Linked DNA regions of Danio rerio: region 1 is linked to region 2. Evidence: chromatin contacts called from public HiChIP or PLAC-seq data. All regions are on one chromosome and are shown on one strand. The core of a region is the stretch at or near the end of the contact, and the rest is flanking DNA. Distances in the headings are between cores, read along the strand shown. Region 1 holds the start of barhl2 (BarH-like homeobox 2). Region 2 holds the start of znf644b (zinc finger protein 644b).

Region 1 (7,084 bases), core at 1,558-4,057, 160 kb before region 2:
TTTAATGTGAATATATATAAAATATAAATTCCGACAGCCTGTGAAAGCTATTTGATTCATATTAGGTTGCATCGTTTATTTAAAAAAATGCTGTTTAATAAAATTAATGCGTAACCAATATAATATATATATACCAGTAATAACATAATAATACATTTTGATAAATAGCCTAAATAAAATCCGAAAATTTAAATCTCAACTTTTGGCAACTGTAAAACAGATTTAAATGCAGATACAAAACAATAAAATAAAAAATGCAATTTTACTATTGTTATTATTAGTATTATTATTATTATGTGAGCCATAACAAAAATAATATTCATAAATATTAATATGACACTTACCGTCGGTTTTGATACCAAGTCTTTACTTGTGTGTCTGTGAGGTTTAGGGCTGCTGCCAGGTCCATTCGGTCCTGTACACTGAGGTATTTCTGTCTCTCAAAACTGCGCTCCAGCTGGTTAAGTTGATGGTCGGAGAAGGCCGTCCGCGCTTTGCGAGGTTTTTTAGAACGGACTGGTGGACTGTCTCTGGAACTAGAAATTTCCCGATCGCCCTCTTCTTTTGTTCCTAAACAAGTTAATGCATGGAAGTTAGTGAAAATGTTTTTATTATTTTTTTATTTTGTACTTTTGTATGTAAAACGTGTTGATGTGTAGGCCTATATTAATTGAATACAGTTTATGTAGATAATTCAACATGAGAACAGTTTAAACATTTAGTAATTATTATTTAGAAGGTTTATTTTGAACCTGTGGTTCTCAGGCCTTGGATGTACACGCAAATCTAAAACTGTTTATGCTTAGGTTAAATTTATCTTTATGTCAAATACATGCTATGCAAAAATATTTGGCTACTAAATAAATTAGGTCGCTTGCATGTAGGCAAAAATATTACCTCAAAACGAGCAGGATCGATATGTCAATCTATCTCTATTTGTAGCAGTTTTTGCAGGGCTCCGTGATCCCCCCTCAAGGAAGAACAATAATCTCTCTAATTGACTCACTAGGGAGGATCCCACACCGGGCAAAATTCACCAGCCTTTACATCTGTTATGCTAATATCTGAGAATAACCTCGGTGACAGGCTACCAACATTGTTATTATATTGTAATACTGGTTCGTAATGAAAATACAGACAAAAATAAACAAAGACTTTAATTTGTATTTAATGTAGTACGATATATTTTTAATAATATTTAAAAATCTGAAAATGTTAACGGTGTTGTGTACCACCGAATGCATGTCACCTTGTTTAGTTCATTCGGTTTATTGTTACAGCCGAGTTAAGATTTGTTTACTTTTTATGTAAAATGCGTGCTAATTTGGTTGTTCTGTTTAATGTGGGCATGAACAATCAAATGTGAAGAATTGTGAGATTTAAAATATATATATATATATATATATATATATATATATATATATATATATATATATATATATATATATATATATATATATATTTAGATTTGCAATAATTAATTTTGAGTAAGTTGTTTTGTTGTTAAAATAATAATAATAATAATAATAATAATAATAATAATAATAATAATAATAATAATAATAATAATACCATTATTATTATTTTTAATATTATAGCAATAATAATATTTTTGCTTTGCTATACGATGCAATTTTCATATTACTTTGCACACAAGTAATTATAACGTAATAATACTATTTGTACATGCATCTCATGTAACTTTTGATGGTTTTTAAAAAAAACCTACACGTAGATAATTGAGTCAGTTGTGTTAACATGTATTCAGACAAGTTTAATTAATAAAAATATTGTGTCCTCTATTTTCCTATTACCCTAATTATTAAAATTTTTGGCTTGTAAAACGTAATCTTACCGTTCAAACATTTCAAATCACTCTGGATATCATCTCTTTTGTCCAGTTTGCTTCTGTTTTCATCTTGTTCTAGTTTGGGCCTGATGCCGTCCGGGGCGGTTCCGCTCTCTGTTTTGGGGCTGTGGTGTGGAGATGGTACACTGGTGCTGTAAGGAGCGCACGCTGCAAGCGGTTTACTGTCGCCCAAAATGTCTTTGATTAGAAAGGAGGAGGTGGCAGTCCTGGGGGCACAACCAGCCTGACCGAGCAGATGAGGCTGAGGTGAAAGCTGCAAACTCTGAGCCTGACTGTGATGATGATGGTGATGGTGATGCTGAAGGCTGTCTTGGACAAGATGCGGTTCGGGATGCTCCATCGTGACCGAAATCGGGGATGAGGGGGCTGTTCCCACAGTGTCTATCTCCGAACATGGTGATGGGGTCGCCTGGCTCCTGAAATCCGCTGTTCTGCTACTGTCACCGAGACGAAAATCTCCGTTCATCAGTACTGAGGTGCCAGAATTGGTTGTGGACAAAATAGTGTCTATTCCGAAACTAGCCCCACTGGATCCTTCCATAGTATAAGAAAAGGATGAGCACTCAAGTCGTCTTCATAACAACTTTCCTGTACAATAAAAAAGAAAAGACAACGGCAACAACCAAAAAAAAAAAAAAAACTTAAACGGAACAAACAAAAATACCAGAACTAAACAATTAGCGCAGCAAAAAAGCCCCGAAAAAGTGCAAAATAAACATTTCGTACGCGCAAACAAAAAACAAAACAAAAACAAAATCCTTGCACTTAAGCAAAGAAAAAAAGAGAAATATAGCCTGCGCTCCGAGCTTTGGTTACATTCAAGGTGAAATGTGGAAAGCAAGTGGATCTGTGTAGTCCACGTCCTTTTGTTATGGTTATTGAACTTTCTTTCAAAGTTGAGGTGTGGAGAGATTGGGATGCTCTAACTCCTCGACATCACGCTCCCTTTTGCCACTAATCGTTGTAGTGTTGCTCTACAATGACTTCCTACATTGACGTCATATTTTCTCCTTTATTATAACACACTCCTCGTGTTCTCTGTCTCTCCTCTCATTGGATACATGGTCACGCGTCTGTCCAATCAGCGTATTTTACTTCATCATTACACTTTAGAGGCACTCATTGATTCCTCAATGCTCTTTTGAAACCTTCCCTTCGCTATAATGTCTCAGACGGCATCTTCATTAGACATAAATGCGTTTACGGTAACACTTTGCATCAATGTTTGCATGTTATGCATATTTCTTGTTGCTAAAACTTATTACTAAACTGTTATAACAACATGAAATATATTGCTGTTCCACAAAATAACCGTAGGCTTTAGCTCACCAAAAATTACGCGGTGCTATATCTAATCGATTACGCTGAAACATTGATGCGGCCATTGTTAATCACAATTGCAAAACGTAGTCTTACATACGAAAAAATAAAACAAAATTAAATAAAAAAAAAATACTGATTGAACAATGCATTGAATTGTATTATTAAATTATTGACTTTCTTAGTATCCATTCACTGTACTTTAAGCTCTTTAAATGGTAATTTTATCATGTTTTCCCAAAATAAAACAGCACCGTAATCCCTGTTGGCAAAACAAAATTGTGTCATTATTCTTTTAAGAGCACAGACACAGTGAAAAGTGTTAGAGAAATAAGCCCGTTTGGAGCTGATTGTCATTGTGTGTGTCAGGGCCTTTGAGTGAAAGCACTGATTCTAAATAGCTCAAGGGAATGAAATGATGGCGAATATTGTACATGGCATATGCCCGACTCATATGATGACTATTTTCTTCTAAATAAACCCTGGGCTTATAATAGCTTTAGAAATCAGTTTATTTTCGGTTAATGTGTTTACATAATAGAAGACAAAGTGCGCTAAATTGAATTATTTCAATCTGGGGAGACAAAATTAACTATCGCATCTTGTTAAACATTATAAATATATTAATTTGATAAACAAACTAAAGGCTTAACACTTTATTTTGCAATACTTAATTTGTATGTTTAAATTACGGTTTACAACAGTTAATATGGAATTAGTATTTTAATAATAGAGCTGTTCATATCAGGCTGCTGCGTTCTCTGTCGTTTTCTGTGGATCACTCTACTGTGCTCCCAAAACCTGTTTGCATTTGCGTCCTGTAACGGACCGAACCGAGATTATTTCCACTATTTTTATAGCAGGGCGACGTGGGAGGAATCGTTTAGGTTTGTTATACGCACCGCTTTAATTATTTATTTTTTCCCCAAAAAATTTTAACTGTTCAAAACCAGGCTATGTATATTTTTTGTAATAATGATAAATTGTAACTATTACAATTTACTAGTACCATGTATTAAACTGGCTTTTTTGTTGCAAAGTATTTCGTTAACATGTTTTGTTAACCTTGCTTAATAATCTACTATCAAAAATGTGTTGGTTGTATGTTCGCTTTTTAATCTAGCCTATATTTACCATCTATTCGTTAAACGATTTGTTTTGACAGAGTAAAGCTTTACCAAACACTAGAAATGTTAACACTGTTTAAAAATTTATAATAAGAAATTATCTACACGAATTTATTGTATTTTGTATTTTTTTCAAACAAACGTTTTATTTATAAGTTTATTTTGTTTACAATAGCTTTTTCTCTGTCACATATTTTGTTGCGACATGATATTTTACCCATAATATTAAAATAAAGGGTTCTGAAATCTGATTTTCTAAAAGGATGTATACAGGTATACCAGTTTGTAATATATAAGTATTTTGCTTCTCTAGTCATGGTCCAATTTTTAAAATGTTGGGATATTGTCCTGAACCGAAATAAGGAAAAGTCCTGGCTAATTGTTAAATTCTTCTGTAACACACACTTTCTGACATGTTCTGTAATATGCTTAACACTAGGCGGCGACAAAGCTATCTCAAAGTTCATGTTAATAATCACTTGAAGATTGCTGGTTAATGCAGGGCAAAACCACAATGCAAACACAGACATCAAGTTTTACCAACATCCAAATTCGTATAAATGTCTAAATAGATGACTTGGATATTTACGATGATTAAATGATGCAATTAATATAGTTTCTAGTAGTGACTTTGGGCAACTATTTGACTGTCACGACTAAAGGTATTATGTAGATTTAAAAAAAAAAGTTTTATTTATTTTAAAATATATTAGAATATAGGCTATATTTCCCTATACAAATAATTATTTGGTCAAATAATATCTGTCCTAGTCTACAGATATGGTTGTCCTTTTAAGCATATATTCAAATGTACTAACTAATTGAGTTAGGGGACTGAAAATTTGTTTTGCCTGAAGATATGTGAAAACGATCTATTGGCAATGTATGTCTTTCCGTTGAAGAAAATCAAAGCAATGGTAGAACACGCCAGTCAATCTCATGAGACTCCAGCAGCATGTTCATTAACAGTTCACTAATTGCAGCAGCTCATTGAGCCTCAATCAATTGCTTTATTAGGTTTAAGGACGCTGCTGGAACAAATTGAATACAACCAGCCAGGGTATCATCCGATCGGCCAGGGCTGATGGTCGATGATCGGACAGTGAAATTGTAGTTTGCACTGTATTGATTCCCCTTGCGGCTTTCTGTTGAAACTGTCACCTCTCGACCGCTGAAGGCCTCTCATTGTTTGCAGGCACACAGGTCGTTTCACTTCTGCAACATAAAGTCAAATAACGGTAAATTTACTCTCAATAGTTTTTTTTTTTTTTTGCGTTAATTTTATAATCATTAATGAAACATACCCAACAGAATATTCATAAAATTTAGCAAAAACAAATCCAGAATATATAGTAGTCTAGCATGACAGAAACAAGTTAAACTGTTTTGCTAATTGAATAATAATTAATTACCGATGATTTTTTATGCTATTTTTTTATATAACGAGTTCTGCCTTATGCGTTTAAGTTTATCAAACGCCAGAGAAGATAAACGGGTTCGCAATCTAATTATCAGACAAAAACTAACCAGGCACATACACTGCAAATAAACTTTTAAAAAGTGTTTTAAATATTTAAATGAGCAATATCGAAACCATTCTCAATTGTCTGTGTTGTTTAATACATTTGTTACGGGTGAGCAAAAATGACACTATAGTGCCTTTTTCCAGACTTGATAAGAATATTTATTTAACATTTACATAAACACCACTGAATTGCCGCATATGTGCCTATACTAAGCCTCCAATCTGAATCACGACGTCAAAGACTACTGTGTGAGTTGTTAGATTTGCAATTATTAATGAATATGAAAGTATTATAGATCCACAATAAAATTATATATATATATATATATATATATATATATATATATATATATATAATTTCAACTGACATGTCTTTTAAACAACTGCAAATAATGCTTTATCTTACCAGCGGAAATGCGATGTTAAATTTATTTTCAATGGATGTTAATTATTTGCACGCGAAAAAAATGTTTTAGTGAGACACAAATATGTAATTTGACAGGTTAATATGTATTTCAGGTGACATAAAAACATACAGTAAGGAATGCATTTAACTGGTTCGTTTGAGCAGGGACTGCAAAAAAAAGTCTCAGACAAATACGCATCTTTAATCAGAGAATCATGGGTCTGACAGATGACAAATTAGCTGTCTCTCTCTCTAAACATGTCTATTTGAGCGTACAGAAAAAGGCTCACATTAAAATTGTTATAAAAGTCAAAATTTAACAGAAAATATTATTTTAGAAGCTCGTGTATGGAAGGTCGGTGCACTCTGTGAGCTGTGACATTTACAACAGTAGCTTTCAGGATCCCAATATTACAGTTTTTACTAGATCTTAACAGAATCCCCCCCCCCCCCCCCCCTCCTTTCAACGGTGGTTGAATTTACACTGTAATAAAACATGTGACATTCAAGTTTAATTTGAAGTGCAGCTAGTATTAATCCAAAGGCAAACAAGAACGGGAAATAAGCCTCGAAGAAGGACACAGTAGGGCTCGTGGCCTAGATGAACATCAATTACAGTTTTAATTCTAACACCCAAATCAAATGTTAAAATGAGAGCGAAAGCTGGAGAGGAGAAAAGCGGCGCGCCGTCTCGTTTCTGTCTGGTTTTGTTTACGTAAAACAGCAATCAATTCAAGAACTAGAATGTAAATTTAAGTAAGCGACGGTGACACGCATCACATGAGTGCCCATCCTCTTTGTTAGTTTTTCTGGTCTACTCAATGCTTGCTCAAGGA
Region 2 (7,060 bases), core at 1,277-3,776:
CTTGTGAATCACAAAATAAGGGAACTGTTAATTAACAGATTTTTTACAGTGTATTACACAGCTCACTAGTATTCTGAGAGCATGAAACATGAAATTTAATTAAATATGTTAATTTAAAAGAGCCAGTAAAATCCTTCACCTCTCGCACAGTAACTAAAACCTCTGACCCTATTTACTGGGCCCTATTAGACTTATCATGCCTATAAAAAGTAAGGGTGCACGTTACTGTGAAAATACAGTATGAAATATTCATTATTGTTCTTAAATGTTGCGATAATTATATTTTTGGGTTAATTATATTTTATCAGCAACTTAAAACAAATATTTTCATTTATGTAATGATCATAATTAAATATACAGATAATAGATATTTTTCTGGGCTAATAAAAAAAGATTTAGAATTTAAAGGGCAACTATTTAAGCCCTTTTACAAATTCCAGACTCACCCCCTACAACATCACACACATTCTAAAAACAGACCATATGCCTGCAGACTGCCATTTAGAATATTATCATACTTTTGTGCACACATAAAACAAAAATAAGAAATTTATTGAACAGCTTTATCTTCTCAGTGTCAGTATAGGGTGCATATTCATGTGTTGTGCTTGACTATGCTGCTAACATATTACCTTGGATGCATGTGTGCTTCAAACAAAGGAGCATGGGCATCCGAAGAGGTACTGTATGTCACTCCACTGTACTCATGAAAGCATGTGCCCTATACTGACAATGAGAAAAAGAAGAAAGTTGAATGAATAAAGTAGTTTATTTTGGTTTTATGTGTGCAAAAACATTCTTGTAGATTGATAATACTCTGATAAACCACTGAAGGCATATGGTCTGTACAGAGGATATTTTTTGTTACTTTTCTAGACTTAAAGAAAATTCCAAATATCTTAATATTAATAATATAAAATATATAAAAAAATCTTATGAGGGTGAGTATTTAATAACATAATTTTCATCTGTGGGTGAACTAACCACTTAAGTGCATTATGAAAAGCCTTTTTGTGAAGCTATGCTTTAGATAAATAAGAATGGAAAGCAAAGTTTTAAAGAACTAGTGACCTGATCCAAACATTAAAAAATGGTACTTAGCGCCTATGAAAACACAAAACATTGAATAAAATTAAGTATTAACACAATCAGAAGTTTAGTTATACTTCTACAATAACCACAGAAACACCAAGATAATAATCTAAACAGCAAGCCTTTCGTTTGACATCTGCTATTGCCTATTTTTGTCAAAAGTAAAATGAATTACTAGGTATCTAAAGAGGAAAAAAATCAGTAAATCAGAAACGTTAATATCTCTTGACAACTGTGATATTCTTCTGAACATCAGCAATACTGCTTTTAACGTGAAGCATCATGCTTAAGGCCAAATTACAAGTGTGCTAAAGTCCAATAAAACAGACATTATCCAATGTATTTACATTTTTAAAATAAACACTCAAAAGTGACTTTTGAGTGTTGGTTGACAGCCTGTGAGATACAGCTGACAAGTCAAATTCTTTCAAGTCAACATTTTGACTAGTGAGCAAAAGAAAACACTGATTCTTGACATGGCTGGCAAAGATCTAGGACAGAAAAAAAGGTTGAAGCAGGATCTTAGTTTGCCACAAAAAGTTGTCATGCAGCAGAACAGAGTTTGTGCATCTGCTAAAACTAATGGATGTAAAGTAAGATTTATCAAAATCATGTGTAAGTGGACAGCCTGTGAGAGATATGCTATTATGTCACTCAGTGATTTCATTCACGCCATAAAATGTGCGTTTTACAGCCATTAAAAGTTCTGTGGCTAACACAAATCATTTAAAAGGGCCTATTTTTAAACACCATTCAAAACGATCGACTGAGATTTCCAACAGAAAGCAATAGGCTGTCGGGATGTTTGTTTGCCACGATGCGCAAACGCGTTGCGCACAGATTCCATCCAATCAAGGTCGCGCCAAGCGCCTTCAAGACGAGCGTCTAAACGCGTCTGCGCTCTTCAAGTGTCAAACCCGCGACTAGAGGCCGCGACACAAAACTCCCAGCTGACATGGAAAACGGCTCGTCTCATCCGGTGACTGACGTCGCTTTGCATCGATTCTGACACCCATCTTGTAAAAGTGTGTATAAAGTGTGTTGCAGGGTGAAAACGAAAAACCTCGCAAGTGCGCTCCTCAGATGCAGAAGAGCGTCCAACTTTCCCCCAAATACAATACTGTTTAGAGTTATAGCGTATATGACAACGGAAGGGTGAAATGTTAGTTTGCAGGATTCGTGACTTGCACGGTGTGTTGACATACCTGATGCCCGTGTACATTAGCTCTCGTGCCCGTGCAAGGACTCACTGTACCCATCGCGCTCTCATCTCTCAACACGGTTAAACACACATCCGGCAAGGGAAGACGTTCGTAAGCTTTAAACCTACCTTCCCAGAGAATGACACTATAACACGGGGCAAGTTTGTCATGGTACTTGATTACGGTCCTTTTTTTTTCGTCCTCCATCCGTTACAATGTCGCCATTTTGCCTAAAATTCTGCAGGTTGAACTAAAACTCCGAGAGGGATGTTTGGTTTCTGCTTTCACAAATGACACCACACACTAAGACCCGACAAAATGTTTACTTCCTTTCAAAGTGAAAGTGGAAATTTAAGGTAGTGTAGTTTTTCACCGAGGAATTGTGCATTTGGTCTTTATTGAGAGTTGTGGTTGTGGTAGGTACTGTAGCCCCCCTCTCGCGATATGGAATATTCCACAGACACAGAGTGAATTCTTCTTAGGTGAAGTTGCTGCTTGTGTTGAAAAAAGACAGGAAAGATGGTGGAAAGGTGGACTTGCACACCTAGGGATGGTTTGGTCAGTAATATTTATTGACAGAAATTTCCTTTCATTTTGACAGACTGTCGTGAGCATTTCTTGTTGGCAATTGTTTAAACTGATTGATAAATAGGTAATGAGGTTTGGTAAACTGTAAAAACAATTGTGGCTGTTGTATAGAATGGGTTACCATTACAGGAATGTTTTTATTTAATTATTTTTATTTTTTTATATGTTTCTTTATATGTTTGTGTAGTCAGTTTGTTTGTATATTTACTTATTTAAGTTAAATAAAGTGATTTTCTCACTCTTATGTAGTCTCACACCTGTAAAGGTTTTAAAAGAAGACATTTTTTAAGACATTTTTTTTTTCTTTTTTAAGTATTTCCCAAATTATGTTTAACAGAGCAAAGAAATTTTCACAGTATGTCTGATAATATTTTTTCTTCTGGAGAAAGTCTTATTTGTTTTATTTCGGCTAGCATAAAAGCCATTTTTAATTTTTTAAACACCATTTTAAGGTCCAAATTATTAGCTCCTTTAAGTTTTTTGTTTTTCTACAGTCTACAGAACAAACCATCAGTATATAATAACTCAATAAATCAGTTATTAGAAATGAGTTAATAAAACTATTATGTTTGGAAATGTGTTAAAATGTGATTATATACATATATATATATATATATATATATATATATATATATATATATATATATATATATATATATATATATATATATATATATATATATAAATGCAGCAGCCAGAGTTCTGACCAGGTCTAGAAAATATGATCATATAACCCCAATTTTATCCTCCTTACACTGGCTGCCTGTTAAGTTTCGTATTGAATTTAAAATATTACTTCTCACCTATAAAACTCTAAATAATCTAGCTCCTGTTTATCTAACCAAACCTTCTGTCTCGCTACAATCCAACTCGCTCTTTAAGATCTCAAAATTCAGGGCTTCTGGTAGTACCTATAATATCAAAATCAAGTAAAGGAGGTCGAGCCTTCTCTTTCATGGCTCCTACACTCTGGAATAGCCTTCCTGATAACGTTCGAGGCTCAGACACACTCTCCCAGTTCAAAACTAGATTAAAGACCTATCTGTTTAGTAAAGCATACACTCAATGCATCACCTAGCGGGTTCCACACAGGCTTCTGCATCTTGTTTATATACACTATGAACAGCAGCTACGCTAATTATTCTCTTTATTCTCTATTTTCACCTGGGGATACTCATCCCGAGTTCCTCAGATTATGCGGGGTCACTGATTGGATCCAAGACCAGCGACGAGATGATCCCAAGGATTCCATATCCGGGTCCAGGCCATATCCTGAGCTGCTGCTGCGCTGATGGTCGTGGGGAGTGGAGAACATGAGTCTGATTCCAGCGACGCTCCAGGGACAGACGAGTCTTCACTGAGGCCATCTTCCAGCCTCCACCACGGCGACTGAAGCTCTGCACAAGACTTTTGGCCAGCGGAGAAATTAAAATGGTCGTGCCCAACTGAGTCTGGTTCTCTCAAGGTTTTTTTTCTTCACTCCCATCAGGTGAAGTTTTTTTTCCCTCTCTGCTGTCGCCACTGCCTCGCATGGTTCAGGATTGGTAGAGCTACGCATCGATGAATTTGCTCTTCAGTGTTTGAACTCTCAGTAATGATTAAATCACACTGAACTGAGCTAACCTGAACTGAACTTAAACACTAAAACTGAACTACACTGTTCCAGTTACTATGACCATTTATGTGAAGCTGCTTTGACACAATCTACATTGTAAAAGCGCTATACAAATAAAGCTGAATTGAATTGAATATATGTATATATATATATTTATATACACATATATATATACACATATATATATATATATATATATATATATATATATATATATATGTGTGTGTGTGTGTGTGTGTGTGTGTATAATAACATAAACACATTTTGATGGGACTGGAAATATTTTGATTACTAGCTGTCTTCAACATATTTTCTTTTATTTTAAGCAGAAAACAGAAAGTAATGAAGTTTTGAAACAATTTGAGGGTTTATAGCTTTCAACCAGTAATTATCAAATGTATAAAGTTAGCATAAAACCTGTATTTATTTATTTGTTCACAACTAGTTTAATGTACATTTCATGCTACTAATAAACCATTAACTAAGACGTTTAGCCTACTACACTACTTTTTAGCTGCTTATTAATAGTTAATAAAGTAGTAGTTGAGTTTTAAGGATTATGGATTTAAATTGAGACCATATTTTATAAGTGCTAATAAACTGTTACAATTTTTCGTAATTGCTTTGACCCAGTTTTTGAATTATTTATTATTATTTTGTTTTTTAAAACAATAAGTTAAGATCTCTGAACAATATTTCTTCTTCACATCAGAATGGAATTACTTGCTAATTTGAGCAAATTACAAAGTCACTGACATTTGTGCATCTGTAAGCACAATTGTCAGTAGTTTGGATAAAAACTAATTGAATATTGCTAGTTGATCAAAACTGATTAGTCGAGTCTTATTTAAACTGTCAAACTCACAACTTTTCAATCATTTTTTATTATGTAAGCCATCACCCTCAAAAACATTCATTCTGTTATCAAACATGTATTTACACACATCTTTACACCATAAATATCTGATTTTGACATTGTTTGTAATGTTGCTAAAACTGTTCTAATTGTAATACAATTTAAATGAATGATTTAACCTATCTAGTCTGGGAAGATATACAGTAGTCAACATTTAAAGTGGATCAAAATGTTTCCAGTTGTGCAAAACCTTTTTTGCGTTTGTTTGTTTTTTGAGAATGGAAAACATCCACAATCCTAAACTGCAGCAACATGATAATGGAAGAGCAATTGAAAAAGATGTAATCTCTAGCCTGACTGACTGATTTTTGTGTATTTGTGGTAACATAAGGAATATGTACAATACTGTAATTACGCTCATACAAATATAATGTACAGTATACAAATGTTTTTGTTTAGTATTATTCTATGTACTGTTGACTACTCTAAACAAATATAGTTTTTTAAACCTTAATTTCCATGGTTGACTTGAGTGTCATGGTGAAATACAACTAAACATTTTGACCAGTGTGGCTCACACGATGACAAACATACATTATGTTTTGGTGGCCTTGGCCAAATTTTTGACACGATAATTAGGTTTTGAAGCATAAATGAATTTTTTTTGTGAGTAACCCCAAATAAAAGGTTGGGACAGTATGGAAAATGCAAATAAAAAAGCAGACAATATAAACACAAAATATTTAATGTTTTGTCTGGTCAACTTCATTTCATATGTAAATATACATCACTTACTGTCATTCAGAGTATAGCAACACTTTCCAAAAAAGGTTCAGGAGCAATTTAAGGCTAGTAATCAGGTAAATTGGTTAAATAATTATGTAATTTGAAACAGGTGATGTCAACAGGTGCTTCTAATTATGATTTGGTACAAAACCAGCATCCAATAGGAGTCTAGTCCTTTTGAAGCAGATGGGTTAGGGATTACCAGTTTGCCAACAAATATGTAAGAAAATTATTGCAATGTCTAAAATCAGTGTTTCTCAAAGAATGACAGGAAGACAATTGGATATTTCACCTTCAACAGTGCATAACATAATTAAAAAATGTAAGGAATTTGCAGTAATTTTAGTGCATAAAGGACAAAGGCACAAGCCTAAACTGAACTAACTTGATCTCTGATTACTCAGGTGGCACTGTGTCAAGAATCGTCAATCGCATACAAGCGATATCACTACATCGGCTCATGACTTCTTTTGCAAACCTTTGTCAAATACTACAATACGTAGTTAAATCTACAAATGCTAGTTAAAACTGTACTTTGCCAAAAGGAAGCCCTATGTTAACAGTGTCCAGAAACGCCAACAGTCTTGTAGGCATCTGGGATAAACCATCACACAATAGAAAGTGTACTGTGATCAGATGAATCAGTATTTTTGGGAAGAAATGAACACTGTGTGAGAACAAAGAAGAAAAACATCATCCAGACTGTTAACAGCAACAAGTTCAAAAGCCAGGGTCTTTCATGGTATTAAGTTGTCAGGAAGAGGAAGTGGAGTAAGAGGATACAGGTATATGACGGTTGTCTTTAGTCCCGACCTGTCTCCAATAGAGAATGTTTGGCATATTTTGAAGTGCAACATGCAACAACAACATCCTCGTACTGATGCTCACCTCAAGACTTGCTTGCAGGAAGAATGATACAAA

The links. HiChIP or PLAC-seq counts read pairs in DNA pulled down with a chosen protein or histone mark.
Region 1: a contact with region 2 is called in an H3K4me3 HiChIP or PLAC-seq map of embryo, with 3 times the contacts expected there. The contact joins the promoter of barhl2 here to the promoter of znf644b in region 2. A contact is called at or near these places in 1 of 18 Hi-C or Micro-C datasets (caudal fin) and 2 of 4 datasets of contacts at active chromatin or transcription factors (caudal fin and embryo).

What each region holds. Positions count from the first base shown.
Region 1 is chr6:27,278,816-27,285,899 of GRCz12tu, reverse strand. barhl2 (BarH-like homeobox 2) reads right to left here and starts at 2,807. Exons shown (of 3, transcript NM_205740.1): 1 at 1,856-2,807; 2 at 345-570. The coding sequence starts at 2,411. All of the region lies in intron 3 of LOC137490211 (a long non-coding RNA gene), which reads right to left.
Region 2 is chr6:27,122,080-27,129,139 of GRCz12tu, reverse strand. znf644b (zinc finger protein 644b) reads right to left here and starts at 2,526. Exons shown (of 7, transcript XM_073954091.1): 1 at 2,298-2,526.